2 separate regions of the Sus scrofa genome follow, and region 1 is linked to region 2. A link is a contact called in public HiChIP or PLAC-seq data. All regions are on one chromosome and are shown on one strand. The core of a region is the stretch at or near the end of the contact, and the rest is flanking DNA. Distances in the headings are between cores, read along the strand shown. Region 1 overlaps RUNX2 (runt-related transcription factor 2). Region 2 overlaps SUPT3H (transcription initiation protein SPT3 homolog).

Region 1 (6,404 bases), core at 2,573-5,072, 260 kb before region 2:
CCCCAAACACTACAATTTGCTTGGTACATAGCTCTAAATATGATAGCCAAATTGCTGTCACCACTTTTAAAACAGAGACTTTTTCATATGACTTCTTTGCAGATGTATTTGATTATGTTGCATGAATGTAGAGGGTCTACGGCTCACAGGCTTTTTATCTCCAAAGTAAGGTAAAAAGAGGTTGTTTTTTTAACAACCCAACATTCAGATAAAAAAAAAAAAAAACACTGATGTCAGAATCTGGATGTTCCAAATAGCTACACGTATTTTTCAGCAGTGGATCTCAGCTATCACCCGTTCTTTGAATTTTTTAAACTCAGGTATGGGAATAGGAAAACATGAAAGGTTTTAGGTTAACTCAACTGATCATTCAATTAACATGAATTAAAATATTCAATTTAATATGGTCATGGGTTATCTATGGTTTTGTTTACTGTGAAAAGTAAAATTACTCTCTTATTAACAATAAGTCTGATGAAGCACAGAGAAAGCAATTTATTTCCAAAATAATTTCAAAAGGGTGGTAGTGAGAAAACCTAAAGATACTCAAACTATCTGAAAATAGCTCAAACTAATTTGCACTCTATCTTTATGCCAAAAATGTACTTTCTACCCCAAATACTAATGCCCAAAATCAATTCAGCACCATAAACATAAGAGAATACCTCAGGACAGTTAGACTTTAAACATGTTTAGCAGAACAGACTGTAGAACATCAAACATCTAAATGGTATCTTTTAAAACGAAGGCACCTATCCTTATATTTTTAGGTATCCTGACTTGTGACATTTTATCTATTTATTTGTATTATTTGCTGTTTTCATCCAAGGTGTGTGTGTGTATGCGTGTGTGTGTGCGTGCGTGCGTGTGTGTGTGTGTGTGTTTGGAGAGGGTTTTCTTTTGGAGGGAGGTGGAAACAAATTTCCACTCTCACCTAGGGCAAATTACAAAATTCTGAGCCTTTGGTGTACAAGATCTCATATGAAAATCCAAATTTCTACGATTCACACATATTCTGAGCTCTCCATATTTCAAGGAAGAAAACCTTAACTTACAAAATGTGTGGTTCATAAAAGAAGAAATGGGACGGTTAAAACACACACACACATTTCTTGAGCCAACTGCAAAATGAAACTTGCCCCAGAATGCAACATCCCCTTTCCATAACAATTCATTCTGATTTCTGTTCTGATAGCAAACGTAGCAAGATAACCAGCTCTAATTGACCTGGACTCCTCTTCCTTTCCACCCCACCCACACACGGAATCTGAATTGGTGCGTGGGGCGGGGGTGGTGAGCAACATCTGGGAACTGCCAGTGGCCCGTGGGAGTTTAGCCCCGGGATCCACAAGGGAGGAACTGGCACGCGTGCTCCCTTTTTTCCCTCCTCCCCCAAGGCCTGGCTTACCCTGCTCTCCACAGATCTCAGAACCCGGCGGACCCAGGCCCACCTTCGTGGGTTCTGAGGCTAGACCGGGCCTGAAGCATCTTTCTGGAAGCGCTCTTCTCCCCAACTGGCTCACCGCCCACTCCATCCCAGGCGCCAAGTCCCGCGAGGGAGGACGGCCCGGGACCCCAGTTCCCCAGCAACCCGGGATGCTCGCAGCTCTGGGGGCCGTGCGAGGAGGCGAGGTCTCCCCGGGGGACCCCAAACGCACTCCCCGACGCCCTCAATCTGCCGGAAGAGCCGCAGCCCGCGACTCCAATTGCTGACACTCGCCCTCAAACTAACGGGGCGGGCGGAGGAGGCCGCGGGGCGCGCGGAGGGCGCTTTTCAACCCCGGGGTCACTCCCTCCGCTCCCAAATCACGGGCCCCAGCGCCACAAGACCTTTCAGAAGCAGGAGGGACCTCTGGGGTCCAAGTCCTCAAAAGTGAGAATAAGATGACTCGAATCGCACAGTCACCTCCGCTTTCAAGGCAGGCAAGCTGAAGGCATTTCACAGGTTTCCCTTCTCCCTCCCAGGCGCGGCGAGGCGGGGAGCGGGTCCCCGTGGAAGAGGCCGTCCAGCCCCCGCCCCCTTCCCTGGCCCGCGCCGCCTTGCACTTGAGGGTCTGGCGCCCAGGACTCGCGTACTCCCCGGCCTCTGGGCGCGGGGCGACCCCGGCTGCCTCGCCTTCCTCCCAGTAGCCGGAACAAGCGTGGGGCTGCAGGCGGAGAAAATGCCCCCGACCTGTCTCCCCTCACTCGCTCCCCGGGTACCTAAGTTTGCCCGGGACCCTCTCTGACTTCAGTCCGGCGGCCCACGCGCCGCCGCGGCAGCCGGCACTCGGAGCCCCTCCCCAGGCTCGAACTCCGGCGCCGGCACCCCACGAACACAGGCCCCCGAGCCCGAGAGGGGCCGGAGCCGCAGAGGCTCAAACGGGTGGGAGAAGGGGGCGCCGACACGGGCGGAGGGCGCTCGGTTTGGAGGGGAAAGGGTGGGAGCGCGCGGGATCCGGGGGAGGGGTGGCGCGGCAGCCTGAGGCGCAGGGCGGGCAGGGATGCTGGGGAGAGGGACGCGGGAGTCCGTGGGGAGAACGCTGGCGATACCCTGGAGTGGGGGCGGGGTGGAGCAAGTTCGGGCCGCAGCTCGGAGAGTGGGCACCTGGGGGCTCCTGGGGGAGGTAAGACGGCTCGGAGAAGTGGGTCAGAATGTTGGCCGGCAGGCTCCACGGGTGATGAACGGATAAAGAGAACCAGGGTTGAGGTGATGGCTGCGGGCACAGGTGGGAGAGGGAAGGATCTATCTGCACGGGGTCACTACGCCCGGAGCCCGCTGGCAGATCCGGAGGAAGAGGGCCAGACGGCGTTCCTTCGGGTCCGAGCCACCAAGATAGGAACCTTGGAGGCAGTACGGGTCCGGGCTCGGGCCCCCGCGGGCACGGAAACGCTAGCAGGCAGGTCCCGCGGCTCCGGGCAGGGGGCGGGGGGTGGGGGGGCGGCCGCAGCTTCTTACCTTGAAGGCCACGGGCAGGGTCTTGTTGCAACGCCAGTGCGAGGGCAGCACAGAGCACAGGAAGTTGGGGCTGTCGGTGCGGACGAGTTCGGCCGGGTGGTCAGCGATGATCTCCACCATGGTGCGGTTGTCGTGCGGCGGCCGCAACCGGGGCACGGCGGCTGCCGCTGCCGCCGCCGCCGCCGCCGCCGCCGCCGCTGCCGCTGCCTCCTGCTGCTGCTGTTGCTGCTGTTGCTGCTGCTGCTGCTGCTGCTGTTGTTGCTGCTGCTGCTGTTGCGCAGCCACCACCGGGCTCACGTCGCTCATCTTGCCGGGCTGCAGGCTGCTGGAGGGGGGGCTGAAGCGCCGGCTGGTGCTCGGATCTACGGGAATACGCATCACAACAGCCACAAGTTAGCGAAGTGGCCGGGGGAGGGGGAGGAGGGTGGAATGAGGGGCGAGGAGGAGGAAATTGGGGGGGTGGAGGCGAGACGGGGGAAAGGGGATGGAGGTGATGGGGCTGAGGAGGTGAGAAATCAAGTTCGATGAAGCAGACTGCCGGGCGGAGTCTGACGGGGGCCAGCGGTGGCGGTGCGGAGCAATCGGGTTGGCGGGTGACGAGACCCGGGAGGCGCAGATCTTGCTGGAGCCCTTGAAACACCCGGGGTGGCAGCTGCGAACGGGCACCAGGATGTGTTTGGCTCGGGCAGGCGGGAGACTTCACTTCGCAGCAGCTTGGAGTGGGGTCCCTTGGGGCACCGCGTCCTGGGTGCGCTGGCGCCCCCTCCCAGTTCGAGTCCGGCGGTTGAGCCCAGTGGGTTCAGCAGTCCAACCCAGAGGCCAGCATCGCCGCGCGCTGCCCGCCACCGCCGCGCCGCGCCACGAGCAGCTACGCAGCTGCTGGCGTCCGCGCCGCGCCGCCCGCCCGCCCGCGCCGCTGCTGCCGCCGCCGCTCTGCTGCGGCTGCCGCTCCCCCCGCGCCGGCTGCACACTCAGATTCCTCCCGCGGCGGCTGCCAGCCCGGCTCCCCGGCTCGGCTCCTTCCTTTCCCTTCTCCTCTTCTCGCCCTCTCACCGCTCCCTCCTCGCATCCACTCCCTCCAGCTCTTTGCAAAGCTCCCCTGACCCTCGCGCTTCGAGGCGCCAGGAGGTAAGTCGCGGGCAGCGGATCTCGGGGCAGCGGATCTCGAGCCTGCGAATCTCAGCCGCTGCCGCCGCCCGCCGGCCGCGAGAAGTAGCCCCCGGGACGCGGCGTGCAGCTTCCGAAGCCGAGAGAGGCGGCCCGGGTCTAGGGGGATCTCGCCTGGTCGCGTCCTCTTGCTTCTCACCCCCCTCCCCCCTAGAACCAGGAACCCCCTCTTGGTCGGAGGAGGTTGATGCTGAGACGCCAGAGAGCCTGCCGGCTGATCTGCCTGTCGTTATTTTTCGTTGTAACTTCAGGAGAGGAAGAAGGAAAATTCTTGAGCGTCTGTGCTGACTTCTCAGCACTCTTCACCCTTCCCCCACCCCATCCCCCCCCCACCTCTGCCGGAGCGGCTCCCAAGAGGGGTTAAAAAAAAGATTTTACAGAGTTTGGGTGTTTTTTGTCTTAAGCGACTCAAAAAAATTGGGATGGAGGGGACATTTGTCAAAATCGTTTTTAGAAACTCAAACTGTGGGTAGCCGGACACTTTTTTCTTCTATATTCAAACTTGTTCCTAGAGAACAAGGATGAGTTTCTTTAAGGACTGGAAAACTATCAACTTGATGATTAAAATAAGTTGCTAAAACCCTTGCGGGGAGGGGGGGAACCCCAGCAGTTTTCCATGAATCTCAATCTATTAATAAGTCTATTCTGCATCTAAAACTTGGTCTAATGTCTTAACTTCCCCACCACCACCACCACTCCCAAGGAAAAAAAATTAAAATACGAAATAAAATATTCAAAATGCTTCGATGGCTATTTATTTATGTATTTATTTCCCAGTGTGGGTTTAAAAAGCGACTTTGGATCCCCCCAAAAGTTGTGGTCGAAAGGATGAAGGAGCGCAGAAAAAAGGCGGCAGTTTTACCTAAAATGTGGTTTTTGGAGGCTGGGATTTCTAATGATTAGGTTTTTGTGGTTTATATAGACACGACTCTGGCTAAGGCGATCATTACACTGATGAGAGTCAGAAGCACGTGGGTGTCTCCGACCAGCCTCAAACTCTGAGCCTTCAAAACAAATAAAACAATGTGCGGCGCCCGCAGAAGCCGGGAAATCCGCTTGAGGGTATCGCACCCCTAAGAAGGGGGCACAGGGCCGTTTCCCCTCCTCCTAGAATACTTGCTGTCAATCTCCTTTAAACCTCGCAAAGCTTGAAAACGTGTTTGCAAGAAGAATCCTCAGTTGCCAGAGATTCCTAATACGGTAGCTGACACCACACAGTAATAAATGGTTTTATAAAAGAAATGAAAAGTTACAATGCCTCCTCTACAGAGTATTCAGGAAGAAAGATAGTTGAGTCATCACTCATCTCCCCCCGCCCCTTCATCTTATTTAAATCAATTCACATACCCATTAATTTTTGCTGCTCAGCGCAAACGCCTCTCGAACCCTGGTAGGAACCTGCCGCGACCCTACCTCCCGGTTTTTAAAGAATTGCTTTCACTTGCCCAGCCGGCGCTTGGGGGTCTGCGCCTTTAAAGGGGGGCTAAAGAGCTTCGAGAGCCGGCGGGGGCGGGGGGGGGGCGGAAGAGGGGGCCTGGTTGCCTGTACTGGACTCTGGAGCCAATTTCAAGCACACGATGAACTTGCAGGGCTGTAGGCGCGTGGCTTGGGGACCAAGATTGCCCTCTAATGAGATGCGACTGAGGGGCTTCCAATAGTGGGAGCGGAGGGGGAGTTATCTATGCGAGCGCCCTCGCGGGGGTAAGGGTGGGGTTCGGGGGACACTGTTCTGTCCTTCCTCTTTGGGGCTTAATTTTTACCTTCCTTTTTCCCATTTACAACTCCACACCTCCCTTCCCCACTTTTCTCTCCACGTTCCCGCCTCTCCCCCTAATCCCCCTGCAGACGCGAGCCCCCTCGCCGCGCCCCTCCCGCCTCCAAGGCCTTCCCACAGCCACTTGCCATCCTGGGTGACGCATTCTGCATCACCCGCTAGGACACCCCTTCCCCAAACTACTCCCCGGTCTCCTGGCCTCCGAGCCCGGGAGTCCCCATTTATCCTGAGAACCCACTTATCCCGATGGACTTGATGCGCAGCGAGGAATGAACTGTCTCCTGCGCATACAATTTTTAATTATCTTTTCGGTCACAGGGGAGAGCTCTAACCCCGGGCACCGCCGGGCTGCCCGCGCGCACCAGGGTCGGGTCTTCCCCAGCTGCATGCGGCCGGCTAAGGCTAACGAAGGGAAGCCAGGCTTACTGTTCAAAAAGAGAGAGAGCGGACTGCATGCGTGAATTTCCTACCTTACGCCACCACACCGTACTTACTCACACGCACTGGGAGACACACTCTGCTACA
Region 2 (5,995 bases), core at 2,840-5,339:
ATTCCTTGTTTACTGAGAGGTTTTTTTGGTTTGCTTGTTTTTTGTTTTTCTAATCATGAATGGGTGTTTGCTTTTGTCAAATGCTTTTTGTGCATCTATTGATATGATCATGTAATTTTTGTTTCTAATTTAGTATGGTGATGTGATAGATTACAACTAATTTTGAATGTTGAACCAGCCTTGGATACCTGGGTAAATTCCACTTGGTCATCGTGTATAATTCTTTTCATACTATGTTGGATTCAATTTGCTTTTTTTTTTTTTTTTTGAGGATATTTGCACCTATGTTTGTAAGAAATGTCAGTCTCTCATTTTACTTTATTGTAGCATCTTTGTTTAGTTTTCTCTTAAGGTATTAATGGCCTCATAGGATAAGGTACCCTTTGCTTGTCTCTTCTGAATGAAATTATAGAGAGATTGTATTAGTATAATTTCTTCCTAAAATGTTTGATAAAATTTACCAGTGAATTCATTTGGTCCTAGTGCTTCCTGTGTGGAAGATTATTAATTATTGATTCAGTAACTGTAAGAGATGTAGGACTATTCAGATTTTGTTTCTTCTTATCTAAGTTTTGGGACATTGTATCTTTCAAGGAATTGATCTATGTCATCTATGCTGTGAAATTCATGGACATAGAGCCCTTAGCATTCTTTCATTATCCTTTTAATATCCATGGAATCTGTAAAAATGTTGTCTCTTTTATTTCTGATATCTGTGAATTGTATCCACTGTCTTTTTTCCCTTAATTAGCTTGCTTAGAGTCTTACTGATTTCACTGGTCTTTTCAATGAACCAGCTTTTGGTTTCACTGATTTTTTTTTCCTTTTCTATCTCTGAATTCCTAAATTTTACTGATTTAGTTAGATATTTTAAATTACATAGACTTATAGGCAGTATGTTTCTCCTATTGCAAGAATCTTATTACTATTATTACTTATTACTATTATTATTATGTCTTATTACTATTTAGATTTAGTCATATTTAACCAATTCTAACAAAGTTTTTTACTTTTTATTTTCTTTTTCAATTCTGATTTCTGTCCCAATTAATGTGTTATTTGGCTAGAATTTATTCCCAATTTTATCTCTCAAATAGGGTGATAAGCAAAATCTATTTGCATATTTAGTAGATTATAAATATTTTCCTTTATTTTGTGGACAGAGATGTGGTTTTGAAAATGAATCTGTATTGATCATCTTATACTATATGTCTAAATATTTAGAAGTTGTAAATCCATCTAACTAATTGTTACATGAAATATGTTCCATCTTCTACCTTGACAAATACCTTTCTAACAACTTGGACTGCCAGGTACAAATTTAGGAATATCTGACTTTGCAGAGTTTCATGCAGGAAAGTTGTGACAGCCTACAGTCCATCACCCCTCTCTTCTGAACCCTACCTCCATGATGAAGAGTTTTTCACATATGAGTAAATACTCCAGCCCTCACATCCTGCCTCTATGCACACACTCACAGAATGGTCTGACCTTAAGAAGACATTCTCTGTAAAGATCCGGGCATATCTTGGATTTGATAGGTTTGAAACTAAGCAGGAAATGTTAAGGCTCTAGGGTGTGGCACACAGGCTCTGAGTCTACCCTCCTTGGAATTCATATTAACTCTGCAAATGAAAATCCTTATCCTTTTTTCCTTGATAAGTCTCTATTGTTCCAACATCAATCACTCAGAAGATTGCCCCAGGGGTTTCTCTATGAGTTTGAAGCTTCCTTGGAATTGCTCCTACCTCCTGTATAGTCCTGTCTTTCTTAGGTTTTAGATTTTGGTTTTTCTCAAATCTTCCTTCCATCTAATCTGTTGAATTTCTGTCTTTCAAAGTTTTGGCCCACTAATGCCATTTCTTATTTTTCAGTGTTGTTTTTGATGTATTCTTTTTCCCCCCTCAAATATTCATTTTTTAAATTTAATGAAATTTTAAGCAAAAATAAATGTTTAAGCATTTTTTTTAAATTCCTTTGTTTATGTTTGTGTTCATTGCATTTTTTCCACTTATAATAAGTCATTTGATTACATAAAGGAAAAATTTTGTTTGTTTTTTTAGCAACTGCTGTGCCCCCATTGCATTTGGCCCTACAGGAATCCAGGAGTATATTCATTTATTCTATGAACATTTCTTATGTAGGTACCATAAGCAAAATCCTACACTACGTACTACATAAGATGACTCCTCCCTTACCAGGGAGGTTATATACAGTCCAGCAGTGGATATGATAAGTTAATAAATAAATATGCTACTAATGAAGATGTGCTCTATGAGGTGTTACAATGGTTGCATGAGGGAGAACTTAGTTCTTCCTCTAAGAATCAGGAAAAGCCTATGAAAGAATTTTTGTTCTGGACTTAAAAAAGTAGTGATATCTGATCTCATAATTTTGGAGTTAGATAGTGGAAGGTATAGGTAGGAGAGCCATTTGTGAAAAATGAGTAGTTCATTCTGAGGAGAGTTATAGCATCCATGAAGAGAAAAAAGGGGAAATGAAATTTTTAAAACTACATGACCATATTTAATAGAATTAAATTAAATTAAATTGAGAGTCTCTTTAAGTTTTGACCTTTTCAGCAAGTTTTTCAGTTGCTATTTTTACATGAGAACCTGATATCAGTACATGGAATAGTTTGAGGCAGAGAGACTATAGCTGGGGGCCCTGCAAGGAGACTGGGCATCTAGACTCCCAGGGCTTGACCATAGGCTAGATGGTTATAGGACATGGAGTGGGAACGTGACCTATGTAGCGGGGAGCAAACCTTTTATTCTGAGCTGATCATGGGTAAGAAGAAAACATTCATGTTACTTCATGGATGTTTGACCATGTATGCTGACTATGACCTTATTTCACTCTATTGTATAAGTACAGAAGCATTCTGATGCTAAAGAATCTTTGACTCTGCCGACCAGTGTTAGTTGGAAAGAGCCTATTTATACCACAGAAGACATCAGAATCCCTGCTCAAGTTGTTTTTTTCCCTTCTTACAGCATATTCTTTATGATATCAGACACAGTAACAGGAAGAACATCTCCATCTGGTAATCATTACCTGTAGCTTGTATGTGTCTTCTGGAAGTTAACTTTTAATGTTAAACAAAGGAAGCTGATCAAAACCAGCTGTAAAACCTTTGCCTCGTTCGTATTTTATACAGTCAGCATTGGGTTACCATTCACATAACTGTGTGTCTGAAGTTGAAAAAAATAATAAGGTAAATCTTTTCCTTTTATTAAAATAAATGTAATCCTGATTTTATAGTTAACACAACTTTAATTGTTTTCCTGTTTGGCAGGAAAATTTAATGCAGTTGGCATCATTATGTATGTATTTTACACACCTTGGAGAAATAATGGCTCATTTATTGACTATATGTGCCACAATTAATATATTTTGGATCTAGTCAAAATAAAAACAGTAGGCTGAAATATAATTTTCTAATTTAAAATTATGGGGTTAGTAAATGTAGAAACTTGCCAGCTAAACATATAATAGGCTATTAAATATATTATGTGAACTAATTCTATAGATAATGAAAATTACTCTAGTAATACCCCCCTTTGACACATGGCATTTATTATAATTCTAGATACATGCAAACATAGTAATTTTAGATCATTATTATTTATGATAAGAAATGACTCACAGAACTTTAAGTCAGGATGACGTTTTTCTTTTATTGAAATTAGGGGAAGTAAGGAATTTGGAAAAATGAGAACATCCTGGGCCATGTTTTACGTACTGTTGGTACATTGTGTATGTTTAATAATAGTTTGTTCTTCCTGGAACTTGCAGTTGTTATATATATAGAAGTTTTAAAATCACAAAGAATCACATGAATTGGTCACAGCACATACTTTTGAAATATCTGCAACAACAGTATTGAGGGTTTGCTATCATGAAATGGAATTTCCTATCAAGGAAATGCAGCAGATAAGGTAATGACTCAAGCATAACATCTAGGTGGAAGACAGTGAGCATTTCTCTACTAAAGAGATATTTTGAAATTCAGTGGTTGTTTTGCAAGTGATTAGCACTGTTTTTTTGGAAATGTTCTAGTCTGTAGAAACCTAAGTATTGCTCACAAATACCACTTAGGCAGGGAAGCCAAGGACAGTTCTGACTGTCCAAGTATAGCACCATGTCCACTGTGACCAGCATTTGACAGTCTGTTGTCCAGTGCTTTTCTCAGGCCTTAATTAACTATCAAGCATTAGGAGGGTATTCTAAAATGTACAAGCACTTAAATAGAAAGTAACTGACAGCAAACAATAATTATTAAGATATCATGTTATAACTTTTCACTCTGCAAAAAGGGGCGTATTCTATTTTAAAAAGATACAGGGTATCTTATAGGCAGAAAAGACCCTAAACAACATTATCATCAGAGAATGAACAAGTTACCATTCCTTAGGGGGAAGATTTCAAGAGCACTGTACTTTAATCATAGTATTTGTATTGGAACATTTACGATATCTTCCTAACACAAAAACAAATAATTTAGCACATGCTAGGAACTCAGTATATGTATGTTTATTAAATTACTAATTATACAAAGCAGGCTTAGCTAGTTAAATTTAATATATATATGTTTTATATAGAGAGAGAATATAAATGCATACACATATGTAATATATGTACATATGCATATATGAATATGTAAAATTAGCGTAAGAAAATGCACATTTTAGTTGTTCGATTCAGGGAGCTCTGACAAGTCTACATTGCTATGTAACCATCACCCCAAACTAGGACTAACATTTTCATTGCTTTAGGAAATTCCCCTTCTCGGTCACAACCTGCCCACTGCCCCCAGATGATTTCTGTCACCACAGATTAGCTTGTCTATTGGTAGATTTTGTATAAATGAAATTATATAGACTGTATTCTTTTGTGTCTAGCTTTCTTGGGTTTGTTAGTCTTTTTATTTTGTATACTCTGTGGTATGCAGTCTTATTATCTCGCTGTGATTTTTATTTCTATTTGTTGAATGATATTCAGCACCTTTTAGTATGTCTATTGGTTGTTCATATATCTCACTTGGTGATGTATCTATTCAGTTTTTTTGCCTGCTTTTATTGTTTATGTTTTAATAATGATTTTTATTCTTTCCATTATGACTGGTTTACAGTGTTCTGTCATTTTTCTACTGTACAGCAAAGTAACCCAGTCACACATACATGTATACATTGTTTTTGCCTGTTTTTATTGGATTATTTGTCCTTCCCATGTTTTGTCCAATGAATCTTTGTGTAAGCAAGGTCATGAAGATTTTATCTCTCAGGTTTTATTCTGGTATTTTTACAGTTATGGATTTTATGCTCAAGTCTGTGATCTACATCAAATTAATTTCTGTTTGTGGAATGAGATAACGATGGAGCTTATTTTTCCTATCTAGTAGTTCCAGCCACATTTATTACCCATGTTTCAGCAGCATTTTGGGGACTGGATAAAAGACTGTGTTTTAAATTATTTGCGCAGTTCTCCAACATGTCTCTTCTCTTAACTCCTTTGAACTTAATTGCAGTTTGTCCACTAGTGAATTCACCAAATTATACCTGCCCACAGGCTTCCTACAAGTTGGTGTCCTCGTGCATTTTCCGCTTTCTTCCATATACATAGATCACTCACAGATCAGTTACTTCTCTTTGTCAATGTGGAGTATCTTATGGTGAATTTGTATCTAACATCCATCTTAAGCATCTCAGAATCTCAGTCGATCTATTTTTCCTGCTCTTCTCAAAGCTGATTATAAAGACATGAACCCCACAAACCATAAGATCTTAGGTATTCTCTAAAACTATTTACCTGAGTTTTTAGAATATGATGCCCCTAACTTGTTATAGGTGTGGCAGTGTAATGTACTGATTGAAGCCTGATTGTGCTTCTGTACAAGATTTCTTAGGGTTCTTTGTTCATTTTAGAAACATATTTTGATGACTCCCATAATTGAAGTTATCAATTTGTAATTATTTAAATTAAATCTATTTTA

Evidence for each region. HiChIP or PLAC-seq counts read pairs in DNA pulled down with a chosen protein or histone mark.
Region 1: an H3K27ac HiChIP or PLAC-seq map of alveolar macrophages shows a contact between it and region 2. The contact joins two enhancer-like sites. A contact is called at or near these places in 2 of 47 Hi-C or Micro-C datasets (embryonic fibroblasts and fetal heart ventricle) and 1 of 2 datasets of contacts at active chromatin or transcription factors (alveolar macrophages).

The regions. Positions count from the first base shown.
Region 1 is chr7:40,202,824-40,209,227 of Sscrofa11.1, reverse strand. It overlaps RUNX2 (runt-related transcription factor 2), which reads right to left. Exons shown (of 8, transcript XM_005666074.3): 3 at 2,939-3,300. Among named protein-coding and RNA genes, the nearest start is that of SUPT3H, 45 kb to the right of the region's middle. Within about 2 kb of position 3,822, at least 39 of the 83 cell types and tissues checked have an H3K27ac peak or open chromatin away from gene starts, as enhancers often do. A contact at or near this core is called in alveolar macrophages, where this site is marked.
Region 2 is chr7:39,938,550-39,944,544 of Sscrofa11.1, reverse strand. All of the region lies in intron 3 of SUPT3H (transcription initiation protein SPT3 homolog), which reads left to right. Among named protein-coding and RNA genes, the nearest start is that of RUNX2, 170 kb to the left of the region's middle. Within about 2 kb of position 4,089, at least 5 of the 83 cell types and tissues checked have an H3K27ac peak or open chromatin away from gene starts, as enhancers often do. A contact at or near this core is called in alveolar macrophages, where this site is marked.